Linked DNA regions of Zea mays: region 2 is linked to region 1. Evidence: chromatin contacts called from public Hi-C data. All regions are on one chromosome and are shown on one strand. The core of a region is the stretch at or near the end of the contact, and the rest is flanking DNA. Distances in the headings are between cores, read along the strand shown.

What was found. A called contact is a pair of places that touch in the nucleus more often than the background predicts.
Region 2: a Hi-C map of tassel shows a contact between it and region 1, with 3 times the contacts expected there. The contact joins the promoter of LOC100281169 here to the promoter of LOC100275401 in region 1. A contact is called at or near these places in 3 of 25 Hi-C or Micro-C datasets (ear, leaf and tassel).

The regions. Positions count from the first base shown.
Region 1 is chr7:125,787,569-125,795,135 of Zm-B73-REFERENCE-NAM-5.0, reverse strand. It overlaps LOC100275401, which reads right to left and starts at 4,361. Exons shown (of 10, transcript NM_001350153.2): 1 at 3,891-4,361; 2 at 3,553-3,756; 3 at 3,380-3,437; 4 at 3,139-3,201; 5 at 755-830; 6 at 286-401. The coding sequence starts at 4,267. It overlaps LOC103632806, which reads right to left. Exons shown (of 12, transcript XM_008654538.3): 10 at 7,274-7,567; 11 at 6,171-6,770; 12 at 5,352-6,088. The coding sequence ends at 6,479.
Region 2 is chr7:125,923,612-125,931,178 of Zm-B73-REFERENCE-NAM-5.0, reverse strand. LOC100281169 reads right to left here and starts at 2,973. Exons shown (of 1, transcript NM_001154088.2): 1 at 2,008-2,973. The coding sequence starts at 2,861. The coding sequence ends at 2,388.

The sequences.
Region 1 (7,567 bases), core at 3,112-5,611:
GATAACCTTCCTAGATAATCTCAACTAATCTCTTAAATAATCTCAACTAATCTTCTAATCTTATCTCTAACTATCCTTATCTAATCTCCCTTGGAGGGCCCATGGTTGTTGCTACCATAGCCCCTCTATGGGTCTCCTTAGGCCCTGACAGATGCACTGAAACCTGAAGATCACTAGAAGTCTAACACAGGGCATGGATGTACTGAAGATAGTTGAATGAAAAAAATAGACAGGCTTTTCTATCTAAAATAAATACCAATAGACGAGCATAAGTTTATACGATACCTGGTTCATTACTGATGGTAACTGATCAATAAATTTGCTCAGAGATACCGTAGCTTCTTGATCATACTCACGTAAAAGACCTCCAGCTAAATCAAATAGAGCTTTCCATGCATATCCTAAAGTCATGGAATCATATCTTTTTAAAACAGTACATGAAGCATGTCAAGCAAAAGTTCATACCCTTGATTCGTTCTTTCATTTTACAAATGTCATCAGACAACAGTGCACACTTTTACGTGTGGCAGCAGCAGCATGATATCATGAAGCACTGAACTACAAAAGCTAAGATCTATAACTAAGAGCAAACTATCAACACTAGACAGGGTGATCAGGTTGTTTTCTCAATGGATCCATAAAGGAAAGCTTGTGATAAAGCATTAGTTTGTTATGGATCTTTAAGCCTAAACAAATTTATTAAATAGATAAATGACAGATAACATGAGAACCTAAGTTGTAACCCAACAATCACCTGATGCATTTCTGGCCATCGAGTAAACAGGCGAGGCCTCCATCATAGGCATCAGTTGCCTAAAAAGGGGCCCTATCTGCATAAAACAAATATACTATTAAGACAGTGTAACTTCCAAAGGCCAGTAGGAAAGCACAATTAGACCAAAATCAGCTTTAAACACAAATTGTTTGTTGGATGCTTAGAAAAGAAGTATTATTCTGTTTTCCCTTTTTGGCTGATAGTGGCCCTCTTATCGATTAGATGTTGGCTTGAGTATTGGTGCCACTGCCACTTTAATCTGGACTGATAGATGTCTGTATTGGAAAAGATAGGCGTCTAGGCGGTGGTCCAACGCCTTATCTTGCCTTATCGCCTAAGAACCATGCCAGCAGCACCCGCCAAGCACCATATTCTGGCCTCCTCCTTAATGTCCTGAATGACTTTAGATACACTTGGGGGCACCCCATCAAAGACACAAGCATTTCGATGTTTCCAAATCCTCCAAGAAGAAAGCGCCACCAGCGAGTTAAAGCCTTTTTTCTTCTCCTTACAAACTCTTGCTTCAGCTGCTTTCCACCAATCTTGGAATACTTCATCAGCAATCCCAGGAGTGAGGAGTTGGAGGCCACTCAAACCCAGGATGGAAAAAACACACTTGTCAAGCAACAACACAAGCCACTAGGAGATGTTGCACTGTTTCCTTTTCCTGGTCACATAGGGGGCAGTACTCCGGATGATCCAAACCATGCCTTGCAAGACGGTCCGCTGTCCAACATCGGCTTAAAGAAGCCAACCAGAGGAAAATAATTGCACCTAGGAGGCGCCCAACATTTCCATATACGTTTTGTCGGATCAAAACTGGTAGCACCCACTAACAATCTGTCATAAGCAGATTTAGCAGAATAAACACCAGAAGCCGAGGGGGTCCAAATATGTTGATCATCTACTTCAGGGGAGAGATGCACCCCTTGCAGAATATCCCACAACCTGAAATAGTCATAGAATCCTTGTTGGGTCAGATCATCCCTTATATCAGCTGACCATTGGAGGTTAACTAAAGCTTCTTGTACAGTCCTCTTCTTGCGTGATCTAAAAGATACTGCTGAAACTAAATCCGGGGCCAAATCGGATAAAGTTTTCCCTTGCAGCCAAAAATCAACTCAAAAAAGAGTATTTTTTCATTGCCCACCACAGATTGGATGGAGATTGCAAATAAGGCTGTTGCACTAGAATGAACTGCATACCAAGACCTACCCAAGGACGACCTGGTTGAGTCTTTTGCAACCACAACCATCTCATGTTTAACACCCAATTGCCCATCCCAATGTTTCAATATTGTAGATGCCAAGACCCCCAAGATCATAGGGCCTACACACTCTCTGCCATCCAACCAAGCAGTGGCCTCCTTTTATATCCTTTCTCCCTTTCCACAAAAAAACTCGCCTAATTTTATCGATTGCCTTGATCACCCACTTGGGGCACTGGATAGATATGATGTGATAGATGGGGATAGCCATAAGAACTGATTTGACCAAGGTAGCCCTGCCTGCAGGGTGGATGAGGGCAGCTTTCCAACCCGGAAGACAGTCTGCAATTTTGTCTAGTAGAAAGAATAAGACAAATTTGGAGAGCTTCCTGATGGACAGCGACATACCCAAATATTTGCAAGGAAACTGAACCACATCACAAGGTAGAACCTGCTGGACAACCTCAATTTCATGTGCCTCACATCTAACTGGGGTAATGGAACTCTTATATTTGTCACCAGACCAGAAGCCACTCCAAAAGTTCTGAGGAGGTTTTTCAGGAACAATTGTGTGCTCAATGGAGAAATTTCAGCTATCGAGAGATGCAGGGGCGCCTGGGCACTTTCGGTGGTGTTAGGGGCTTGGTGCGCTCTGTTGTTGGATTGATTACAATGTTACTGTAACGCGTTTGAAAACTTGATGTTAGTGTTTGTGTAGTTTGGATGAGTGCCATGTGTTTTTATTGGTTGTTTTTTGTTTGGACCTCTCTCTCTCTCTTCTTAATGCAATGATGTGATGTCCTCCTACACGTTTGAGAGAAAAAGAAGGGCATCAAATTTTAGATACTCAACTGTTCACTACTCACACAAACACAACCACAGACTGGCACTCAGTTAGCCTACAGTACTAACTAGCAAGAAGAGTTGAACCACAACTTGTATCCCAACAAACTAATTTTAGGTCGAGTTTTGGTCTAGTCAAAAGTTAATTAGAAGTTCAGTATCAATTCCTCTCCTGTTCCATATATAAGTGTACTCATTTCTACGCTTGCTAATCAGCATCTGCAACTTGCTACTCTTATGCAGGGAAACATTAATGTGAAACAGAAAAATGCACACCCATTAAGCATAAGGTAATGAAGCCCAGACTAAATACCTGTTCAAAGTAAGGCACAGCCTCCGATGCCGGCCTATTGTTGAATGAGACAATGGCATTAGCCTAAAACGAGAACCCAACATAGAAATAAGATCAAAAGCACTTGGCGATCAGAATTATTATATGAGATTATATGAAATTTTAAATAATACAAAGCTTCTTTTTTGATTCATTATACTGAAACATTAAAACAAACTGAAACTTTGCAGACAGATTTTTCATCAACAAAACATCAGCGGACCTCTGGTATCCTTTCTGAGAAGTAGCTTCCCACTAGCAGCTGAAGCAGTGCCCCGTTGCTGCAAACCATGACAACAGAACAATTAAATGAACACATCAACAAACCAGAGCTCGAGGCTTCCTCCGAGTCAAATCATCGAACAAGTAGCGTGCGACAGCCCTCGATGAAATCACCTGTGGCCAACAGAGTAGAGCGGGAGCTCCGCGATGTCCAGGGCGCTGAGGCCGGCCTCCGGGAGCCCCGACGCGAGCAGCGCGTCGTAGCAGGCATGGAAACTCTGGAATACCTCCCGCGCGGCGGCCTCGTGGTCGAAGGTGACGTTGTATGGTACGCACACGACCACAAAGCCCTCCAGCGCCAGGAGCTCCAGCAGGTAGCTGCGAGCAAGTGAGCAACCAACCGCGCGATGAGCCAAGCGCACCAGTCACCAGTGCGGGTCCAACGGAACCGAATGAAACCCATTGTAGCCGACCGCCGGAACGGAATGGAACTCACGCGCTAACAAAGTTACCCGTAGGTGACCTCGGGGACGGCGCCGATGAAGGCGCCGCCGAGGAACTTGATGACCGCCAGCGGGCGTCGACCGCGCGGGGGCGGGAAGATGAGGCAAGAGTGCTCCCGCATGTACGGCTTCCTCATCGGTGGCGCCATCCTGGGACTGGGAGCCCCGAGCATGGCCAGCGATCCATCGGGGCTGAGCGACGCGCGGCAGGGGAAGAATCTTCTCGATGGTGTGGCCCGGGGGAAATGTGCACATGAGCACCATACCCCTTTGAGCACCAGATACGTTCCCGTGGCGGGGTTGGCGCGGCCACGGGTAGCAAGGGGCCGTGGGTTCGCGGCGCGATAGGCGGCCGGTGCGGAGCAGAAGAGGTGAGCCGCCGCCATGGAAGATAGCAGGTGAAGCACGGTGAGCCGGTGAAGTGAGGCGGGCAACTGAAACAAACAATCGAACACGAGCTGACGATTTGGCCACGAGGCCTGCGTCGTGGCCGGGCGTTTCTTGGTTTCTGACTTTCTGCCTGGAGTTTGTGGCCGTCCGTCTTGTCCTGTGCCTGTCGGCCCAAAGCACATAATTTTTGGCACGACTCAGATTTGGCATGGTCCAACTTAATTGTAAGTCTGAGCCGAAAAGCACATAATTTTTGTCACGACCCAGATCTGGCACGGCCCAACCTCATTGTAGGCCTGAGCCGGCACGGCCCAATATGTGGGCCGTGTCTGGGCCTCAAGTCAAGCCCATGGGCCAGCCTGGCACGACCCATTTAACTAAGGCACATCGAGACCCACTAAATATAGACTCAGTATTTAACTAAGGTCCATCAAAACTCACATGACCAGCACAACTTGGAGAATCTAGAGCTTCAATAGGCCTTCGAGAACCAATACCTAGATGGGGATAGTGAATAGTGATGATGATTATTGTATATGTATTCTGTATGGCTGTATAGTACTCAATAAAACACTGAACAGAGAACTAAATATTATTTCTAAGCTATTTGTAATATTTTTTCTTTCTAACCAAAGGTTTTTAATGTGCATCCACAAAACATCTTAGTTTTATTTGGGTCATATATTCTATACTTTTTGTTTATCTATTGCTATTCTATGTATATGGGACCAGTCTGGCACATTAAGACATTTTAGGCTATTTCGGCCGGTCTGGTACATATAACTAATTGTGGATCATGATGTGGGCCGATGATTGGGCACACGTGCTGGTACGGCACGATCCATAATTAAATATGTGCTTTTGTGGACCGTGCCTTTGTGGACCGTACTTTTGTTGACATGTGCCGTGCCAGGCTGGCCCACGTGTACATGTATACGTCCCACCACGCCCTAGCTGTGGGCCAGAGAGTTTTGGCCCGTCCAAGTGGCCGTGCGATTGCTGGCTGCATGCCCACGCATTGACGCAACTGCCGGCTTGCGAAAAAATCCGTGTCAAAACCTTTGTAGAGCAGCTCTCAAATAAAAAAATAAGCAATTATTATTGTATAATTGCAGATAAAAATTAAAGCAAATACCTTATACCTGTAAAGTTCATGTAAATTCATAATTCTTGGCAATATTACAGAATTTACAGTTTTTTCTCGAACACTACAGAATTTACAGTTGCCCGGCCGAATCAGAACTCAGATGAGCACTACGAAGTCCGAACAGAGGTTATACAGGAATACAGGATTATGCTGACGCGGAAGACATGACTTTCAGAATGAAAACCTAGCCAAAAGCATTGAAGGTTTACTGCCTGGCGATTTTCCTTGTAAACCTTAGTAGATTCAGCTGTACACTTGGACTAATTACAGCTATACAGTAACAATAATAGAACCGGGGGGAGGACGAGACATCACCTGATCAGTTAGCATTGTTCTTGCACTGTAACTACTTTATATACAGTGTATGTGGGCAAAATTTGCTACCTCGAAATTTGGGTGTGCCTGTGTTCAAAGACATGAACAAAAGCACGGTATGTGGTCGAAGTCAATCGATAATTCGGTATGAAGAAATCCTAGATGATGCCCCCTTTGGAATGCGGGGATTTTTTTTCAGTTTCCTGCATTTTTTCTGTGAGAATGGACTGATTCCTGTGAAATTCCTGTATATTCCTCTAGAATTCCTGCATTTCAGAGGAAGCCTAATATCAGGGGCAAACTCTTATCATCTACTAGTTCCTCTTCCTAGGCATATCATCTGTTCCTCCGCCACCTGCATTCGTAGTAATAGTAAAAGGAGTTAGAAATTTGTAGGATGGTAAAAATGAAACTTCAACCGTGTCTGTAGAACAGACCTTACAACGTAGGGAAGAAACCATCCCCCATTTCGATAATCCAGTATAGAGTAGTATACACACTTGCCTAAGTACAAATGACCTGGATACTCTAGTTATAGATCCAAAAGCCATTCCAATCAGCAGTACCCTCAGTCAGATGAGCAAGAAGCTAACCGAGCACATACTCTTTGCTGCCAGCAAGTTGCAGGGCATTGCATTTTAACATGTATGGTAGGAAAAACCCTTCATTGCTCGCAGCATACGCATGGTGATTAGTCCTTGTTGGAAGCTCACTCCAGCATTATGTTTTACTCTTCTGAGCCTCATCACACAGATGTATCCTTCTGAACAGGCTTTTGAGGGAAGAAAAAGATAGCAAGCAAGGAGCAGATACTTAAGCCGATAACACCATCAAAAGGATGCAGATGGTAAGTGCTAATCATCCAAAACGGTGTTTCAGGTTTGGATGTTAAAACACCACTGCTTTGTATTAAATAACTGGCAGTCATGATTCCAGAACGTAGGCCAATGGGTGCAGCAAGCTTTCCTTGTGTCCTCTGCCTAAGCCCAAAAAGTACCAGAGAAAGTAGCAAGAAACCTGGTACTGAGGGTAGTGACCTGCCATCCAATTGTATGTTACATTGTTACCAATTTGCAAATGTTTTGCCACATTAAAACATGTTTTAATACAAAAAAACATGGATAAAATCATACATACGCATTACAAACTGAATAATTCATATCTTGTGAAGCTTTTGCGCAACTAGTTAGTTCAATGATTTGATATATCATGATTGGTTTTATAGTACCATAAGGTATGCACAGATAAAATAAAGTTCATTGCATCCACCATCCCCCTATTTTTATCCCTCCTCACCCATCACCTGCAGTCTCAATGATAGACTGTAACCCCTCCCAAGTCCCAAATCAGACTCAGACTCGACACTGCAATAATTATATCTCCCAAGTCTAGTGATGGTTGACTTGCCATTTACCAGCAGTTGCATGAAATATGTACATATTAATAAAGCCTTGCTTGGCTCCACTCTAATCCACCCCAATCCACATGTATTGGGTCGAAGTGCAGCTGAACAAGTGGTGGTGGGACAGAATTGACATACCGATGAATTAGAGAAAACACAAGTCCAGATATCAGAATGGCATTGTAGTAACCAAGATCAACTGCAATTTCCTCTGGAAGCCATGATCTGAAAACCATTTCTTCCACAACAGCAATGCTAGTTGCTGTGGCAAGCCCTCGAAGAGCTAGCAGAAACACATTACTAGAAGACTTGAGAAGATCAAGGGGTCTAGCTAAAGATGAAGAGAACCCTGTCCGAAACGCTGCAAAACCGAGTAGAATGCTTATCGAGTGCACCAACCCTACGACCGTTACGCCTCCAACCAAACCTTGA
Region 2 (7,567 bases), core at 1,724-4,223, 140 kb before region 1:
AGTGCCATATATATGGCACTCGGCAAAGGACCCTTTGCCGAGTGTCTTATAAAGACACTCGGCAAAGTATACTTTTATTTTTTAGATTTTGTCTCCCAAACTTTTTGTGGTATGTTCCTACACTATGTATACCTACATGTATCATTTGTGTAAAATTATAACAGAGTTTTGAATCGTTAGTAGATTTAGTTCGTTTATTTGAATTTCTTCGGAAAATTAAGATTTGAACTGCAGGTCACTCGAAACTTGGGAAACCGTGCATGCAAAAATGATATCCGTCCTATTTAGCACAAGTTACGACCGATTTCAGGAGCGGACCGGAAACTTCGAGCACCATGCTCACTCAACATGGCCGTGAACTTGCTATCCAGCTGTTTAAAAATTGTATAAAACACAAACAAAGTCAGAAAATTATGAAACTTGTCCACGTGTCATGATATCATATGTAGAGGCTGATAAAAATTTGAAAAAGTTTCGAGAAAATTGTGACGCACTATGTGTAGAAACCTAAGAGAACCACATTGAAACTTTATGATTTCATGTGTGGTTCTCTTAGGTTTCTACACATAGTGTCTCACAACTTTCTTCAAACATTCTCAATTTTTTATCACAGCCTCTACATATGATATCATGACACGTGGACAAGTTTCATGATTTTCTGACTTTGTTTGTGTTTTATAAAATTTTTAAACAGCTGGATGGCAAGTTCACGGTCATGTTGAGTGAGCATGGTGCTCGAAGTTTCCGGTACGCTCCTGAAGTCGGTCGTAACTTGTGATAAATAGCATGTATATTATGTTTGCACGCATGGTTTTTCAAGTTTCGAGTGACTTGCAGTTTAAATGTGAATTTTCCGAAGAAATTCAAATAAACGAACTAAATCTACTAGCTATAGAAAACACTTTTTTAATTGTCCCAAAATGGTATATGTAGGTCTACATAGTGTAGGAACATACCACACTCTCTGGTGGGCTCTTTGCCGAGTGCCGCACAGAACACTCGGCAAAGAGCCTGACATGGGGACCCTCTCTGGCGAGCTCTTTGCCGAGTGTCCCAAGTGGCACTCGGCAAAGATGGATTCTTTGCCGAGTGCTGCCTGGAAGACATTCGGCAAAAATAACTTCTTTGCCGAGTGTCACCAGGGACACTCGGCAAAGCCACCGTCTCCGTCACCCGGCGCCGTAACGGCCGCTTTTCTTTGCCGAGTGCTCTCCAGCACTCGGCAAACTTTGTCGAGTGCCCGAGAAAAAGCATTCGGCAAAGAAGACTTTGCCGATGCACTGTTTGCCGAGCCTTATTTGCCGAGTGTCACACTCGGCAAAGCCTTTGCCGAGTGTTTTTAAGGCTTCGCCGAGTGCTTCAGGCATTCGGCAAAGCGATTGATTCCGGTAGTGGTACGTGTTGCTATTCTCTCAGTACGTGCAGGTAGGCGATGTGTGTAGGTCATTAACGAGATAATTATGATAAAAATACCGTCCAACTTCTCCTTTTAAAGATGCTCATATATATATATATATATATATATATATATATATATATATATATATATATATATATATATATATATATATATATATATATATATATATATATATATATATATATATATATATATATATATAGGTGTGTTTATAGAGATGATTATGTGAAAGCTTACATCTATACACTTGGTTTGAAAAAAATAGAGAAAAAGAATGGGAAGAAAATGATTTTATTAGTGACTAGTTAGTCTACTAGCCAGCTAGGGTTTAGTTCCTCTATCTCCCATAAACTACAGTTACCCGCGTTTTCGTCAGCGCGAAATGCCCGGTTTGGCCTACGTACGTGCATGCTCCAGCTTTCACTGAGAGAGAACTCGAAACTACACACCTGCAAGCGAACTGGAACTTCAGCCTCACAAAACTATCTTTATGGCTCCATTGAAAGAATCTCAGAAGAACAATTCACATGCTAGAAACGATCATGGACTTCATACATTGGTGGAATTATAATGTACATATATATGGATATAGATATACATACATCCGTTCCTGAAATCTTATTCAATTCTGCTTAAAAGAAACAGCTAGCAGAAGAAACATGCAAGCCACATTGTTACATGATCAGGCACTAGAGAGTAATTAACTTCCCCGGGATAGCATTACCTTGGGTGCACGGTAATTACACGGCTATCTCGACACAATTACCACAAGCACCCCAAGGTTAGCAATCTCCATGTGGATTACTCCTTGCCCTCGCAACCCTGCATATATTACAACTCTACCCCTAACATTAAACAAAGGAACCAGATTACCCAAATTACCCCTCGACCCCGGCCGTCGAGCTCGGGGGCGCCGCTGCGCTGCCGGCATCGTGGATCGGACGTGGCCGTGACCGTGGGTAGGCGGTCAGCACGCGTAATACTCGACGAGCTCGGCAAGCGACTCCGGCTGCGGGTCGGCGTTCTCGAGCATCCAGAGGAGGTGCTCGAACAGCACGACCTCGCAGCCGACGACGGTCCCGCCGGCGCCTACGCCGGCGCCGCCAGAGCGGTCGACGAGGTTCTGGAACAGGGGGTGGCCGACGAGGTCCGCGGCGATGAGGTAGCGGCGGCGCGACTTGCCGACGTAGACCGGGTGGAGGCCCGGGGGCAGGCCGTCGGTGCCGTGGAACGATGCCGACCCCGTGCCACCGCCGCCGAAGGCAAAGACGGACGAGGCAGCGGCGCCCTTCCTCCACGAGTTCTCCAGAGCGAACCCGGCGCCAGCGTCGCCGACGTCGTGAGAGCGCGCCGAGCACCCTGACGGCGTGCGCGAGATCCGGCTCGAGGAGTGCCACCTCTTGATCATGCACTTAAGCTTGCTCAGCCCGCCCTTCGCCATTGCCGTGTCGGTCAAGAAGTGGAACGGAGAGAGAGAGGCCAGAGGGAGAGAGCAGCTCAACAGAGCAGAGGAGGGGAGGACCGACGATGGACGGTCGTCTGGTCGTGGCAAAGGCGGAGGCTGGAGAGTTGGGTCCTTATATAGCAGGTGGAGGGCCCACGTGGCGGACCGGAAACGTGGGGCTTGGGCCCAGGTGTCGGGAAAAGGTAACCGTAAACCTGGCGATGGGGGGCCGCAAAGCAACCGCTGAGAGGCCAGTGGCTTGCTCCGGTGGCTCAAAAGAGAACCAGAGAGGAACTGTCTAACATTTGATTATGCTGGGGTCTAATTTAAGAATCGATGTGAAACGTTGATACTCACATGAATAGTCAAGATTTGGAACGAATTGATCTACGCTAGACATGTTTGCTAGCGTGGCAGCATATTAGCACCAACAATGCCTAAATAGCCCCTAAACTTACCAGAGTGTATTATCTAGGTCCCTATCAAAATACACATCCACGTATATTGTTTAAAATACATAATATATATATATATATATATATATATATATATATAACATCTCAATAACTAAACACATAAAAAGAATAAAAATATAAATACTTTATATATATAATAACTTTCACCAATATATGAATAAATAAAGTACATAAAATTAATACGATTAGCCATATTACATCTAGCGTGTATATATATATATATATATATATATATATATATATATATATATATATATATATATATATATATATATATATATATATATATATATATATATATATATATATATATATATAGGGAAGAGGTAATGGAAGCCCTGGGCTTCCGTTAGTGGACGAAGCCCCAGCCAGGAGGCCGATCGGGTCACGTTCGGCCCAATGGACGCCAGCTTGCGTCAGCCATGCATAGGATAGCAACGTATCCCGGCTGAGACGCTGCAACCGATATACACATGCATAAAGGTATGTGGAAATGTGCATAACTCATGCATATATGGAAAAGTTTCTGCCACGAATCACGGAACGAATATTTGCATGTGCATGCCGGTTTACGATTGCATAACGCTGTGAGACATGATAGCGTAAACCATGCAACATTTAAAAATCTCCCACCGGTTTGAGATAAGGAAAGACGTGCGCGTAAATAAAGGCGCAGTTACGGGAGGAAACAAATACAAGGTTAGCTCGTCCACGTTCGCTCGTCCACCGTCTTTATCTCAGGTATTGGCGGCGTTTAGCGGCGGCGGAAGTTAGAGGTACGGCCGGCGGCGAGAAAATGTCGAGCACCGGAGCTGGCGATGACATGCCACCTGTAGCATCTGTAAATACGCCAGCATGTACGTCTGTTTCAATGGACATGAATCCTGTAGCGTCTGCGATCGCCCCATACACAGAGGGTGTCTCCGTTACTCCCCCGGCAGCATTGAGGGCACCTGGACATATCGATGAGCAAACAAAAACGGCAGATATGGTCGGCATAGAGAAGCACATCCTCATGAGACATATTGGGCCGCATGAACAGGACACACCTCATATTCTTCAAAGCCATGTAAGTTCTCCCTAATATGATACTCTTATTCTCTTACATACTTCTTTGTAATGTTGTACATATACCATGTTAAATTTAGACGCTATTGAATAGTAAATGTTAAATTTCTGTGCGCAGCCGGACAATATTGATATAAGATTGATACCTAAAGTCGGTATGACATTTAGTAACGTGGACGAGGCGTATAATTTTTATAGTCAATATGCATACGAGGTTGGATTTCCGTTGAAGAAATATAGGGAGCGGAAGAATTGTAAATGGTTGAACTGTTCAATGGAAGGAAAGAATGCTGAAAGGGTAGCTGGAAATCCAAGGATACGTAACACATGTTCGAAACGAACACAGTGCAAGGCTGGGATGAAACTTAAAAAAATCTACGATGATGCTAAAGAGAATGTTATTTCCGTTGATTGATCTGGTAAACTATGAGCATAATCATGAATTTTTGAAGAAAGATACAGAAAAAGGGCAATTGCAATGCAACAAAACACATGATCGTGAATATATGGAGTTCCTTAGTGCGATGCAAGAAAGCAGGATTCCACAACATTGCATTATGGATTTTGTTACAGAAATGCATGGTGGCCCAGAAAACGTTCCAATAACCGTGCAGGACATGAGTAACCTGTAAGTGTATTATGCATTGACAATAATTGTATTTTATATTACAGAAACAATCGTAATGTGTTGAGTTAGATATAGTGCATAATCATTACCTTTTTTGACAGGAAAAAAGCATGGCAAAGGGAAAGAAATGCAAATGATGTGTCAAAGCTGTTATCTTTTTTTTCATTATGCAAGAAAGATAATCCACAATTTTTTTCAGACTTTCCACTGGACAAAGAAGGGAAAATTTTAAGCATATTTTGGTCCCATGCTAGCCAGCAAGCCGAGTACATTGATTTTGGTGATGCAGTTACATTTGATACTACACATAAGACTAATATGTACGATAAGCCATTAGGCATGTTTGTTGGCTCGAACCACCACCTACAATGCACAATATTTGGGTTTGCTTTACTAGGAGACGAGACAGTTGATACATTCGAGTGGGTCTTTAATACGTTCAAAACATGCATGGGATGTGACGGACCACGCGTGATGTTGACAGGTATGTTGTAATAAATGGCTCGTAATTATTATGGCACGTACTATATGATATCATATTGGCTTGCATAATGTTATGTAAATTTATCTATTTCAGATCAAGACCCTGCTATGCCAATCGCACTAGGCAGAGTATTCCCAAACACAATACATCGATTGTGTTTGTGGCATGTGCAAAACAGGTATATGCCCCACTTGAATGAATTGTATGCAAGATTTGAGGATATGGATTTCAAAACAAGGTTCCAATCTATAATACATCATCCATTGAATGAAATGGAGTTCGAGGCTGCCTGGCAAATGATGCTAGATGATTTCCAGCTACACGAGAACAACACCCTTGCCAGATTATATGAAATACGCAAAGATTGGGTACCTGCATTTTTCAAAGGAGACTATTGTGGTCTTATGGTCTCTACACAACGAAGCGAGAGCATGAACAAGTTGGTGAAGAGTGCCCACGTGGATGCAAACACACCGCTTCATCAATTTGCAAAGCAAATGATGAAGCTCCTGCATAGTAGGAAGATGAAAGAGGCCAAAGAGGCACTAGGATGCATGGTAAGTGAAAAAAAATAAACATATGTTTTATGCTATTAAAAACAAAATGGTATTAATACTATATTGTGTAATTTGCAGGGTCAAAAGGATACAACTACATTGTATATGTTTGAAATAAGAGTTGCAAGGGCATACACTAGAGCTGTGATGACAAGGTTCCAGGAGACAGTAAAATATGCAACTGCATATCGAATAGACCGTGATACAGAGGGTGATGAACATGATTGGGTGGTGAAACATACTACAAGATCAAATAAAATTGTTTGGGGTCAACACCAATTCAAAATAAGGGCTGATGTGGATGCCGGAAAGTATTCATGTGAGTGCAAGCATTGGGAGCATACAGGTATGTTATACTAAACGATTATTTCTATATAAAATTCTAAATTATTACGAATACATAGCTGTTTGCGATTAATATATGACATAATGTATGTTTAATCAATTATAGGTCTATTTTGTGTTCATCTTGTACGCGCTTTCATGCATCTACAAATTGAAAGGATCCCGAGTGAGTATATTTTGCAACGATACACATACTCCGCATCAAGATGTGGCTTTTTCAAGAGACGATAGGAATTTGAAAGGAAAAGATGGAGAAACTAGATCATATAGACAGAAGATGTTGCTTAAAAAAGCAATGAAAGTAGTACACCATGCGAGTCTGTCTAAAGCTGGGAATGATAAAGCCCTAGAGATGATGGACGAATTATTAGGGTTATTGATGCGTGTGGAGCCTGATATAGGTACTGGTGAGAGTTGTGGCACAAGTGTTTGCGATGACATCCAGGTACGCACCTCGTGTTGTTATGAATTTTGCATAATTACTTGTCGATAATGATCCATGTTTGTAATGATGATATAGGTCGAAGCGTATGAAACAGACGAAATGGCTATAGACAACTGACGCAAATTAGATGATGGGAACGAGGTATGGAACAAATCTTTATAATGTATTACATATGCTGCTCTATAACATTTGTGTCTTCACTGGACTTTGCTTTATTTCACAGGAAATTTTAATGGGGTCTAATACAAATGAATGCAATACTAAGGATGATCAATGTAATATGCCGATATTAACATTGGAACATAACACTGACATTCGGCTGGTTGATAGTAGTTCTATGGATGTGGAAGCTAGAAAGGTAATAACATTGCTACAATATATGATGACATACGTGAATATAAAAACTGACTTAATATCTTTGTTTTGTAGAAACTGGAATTTCATATGGAAGGTGTAAACTTAGCAAGACCAGATAAGGCCAAGCCTAAGGGAAGAACAATCAAAAGTAGTGAGCAACAAGTTTTAAAATTGGGTGTGAAAGGAGCTAAGAAGATGAGCAGGAAATGCCAGAAATGTGGCATAACTGATGGTCACAACAGCCGTACGTGTTTAACTGTCGAGGATAATAGGGTTCGATTGGCTAACCTATCTGGACGTAAGCGAGAACGACCTCCTGGTTCAAGGAACAAAATCAAAGCTG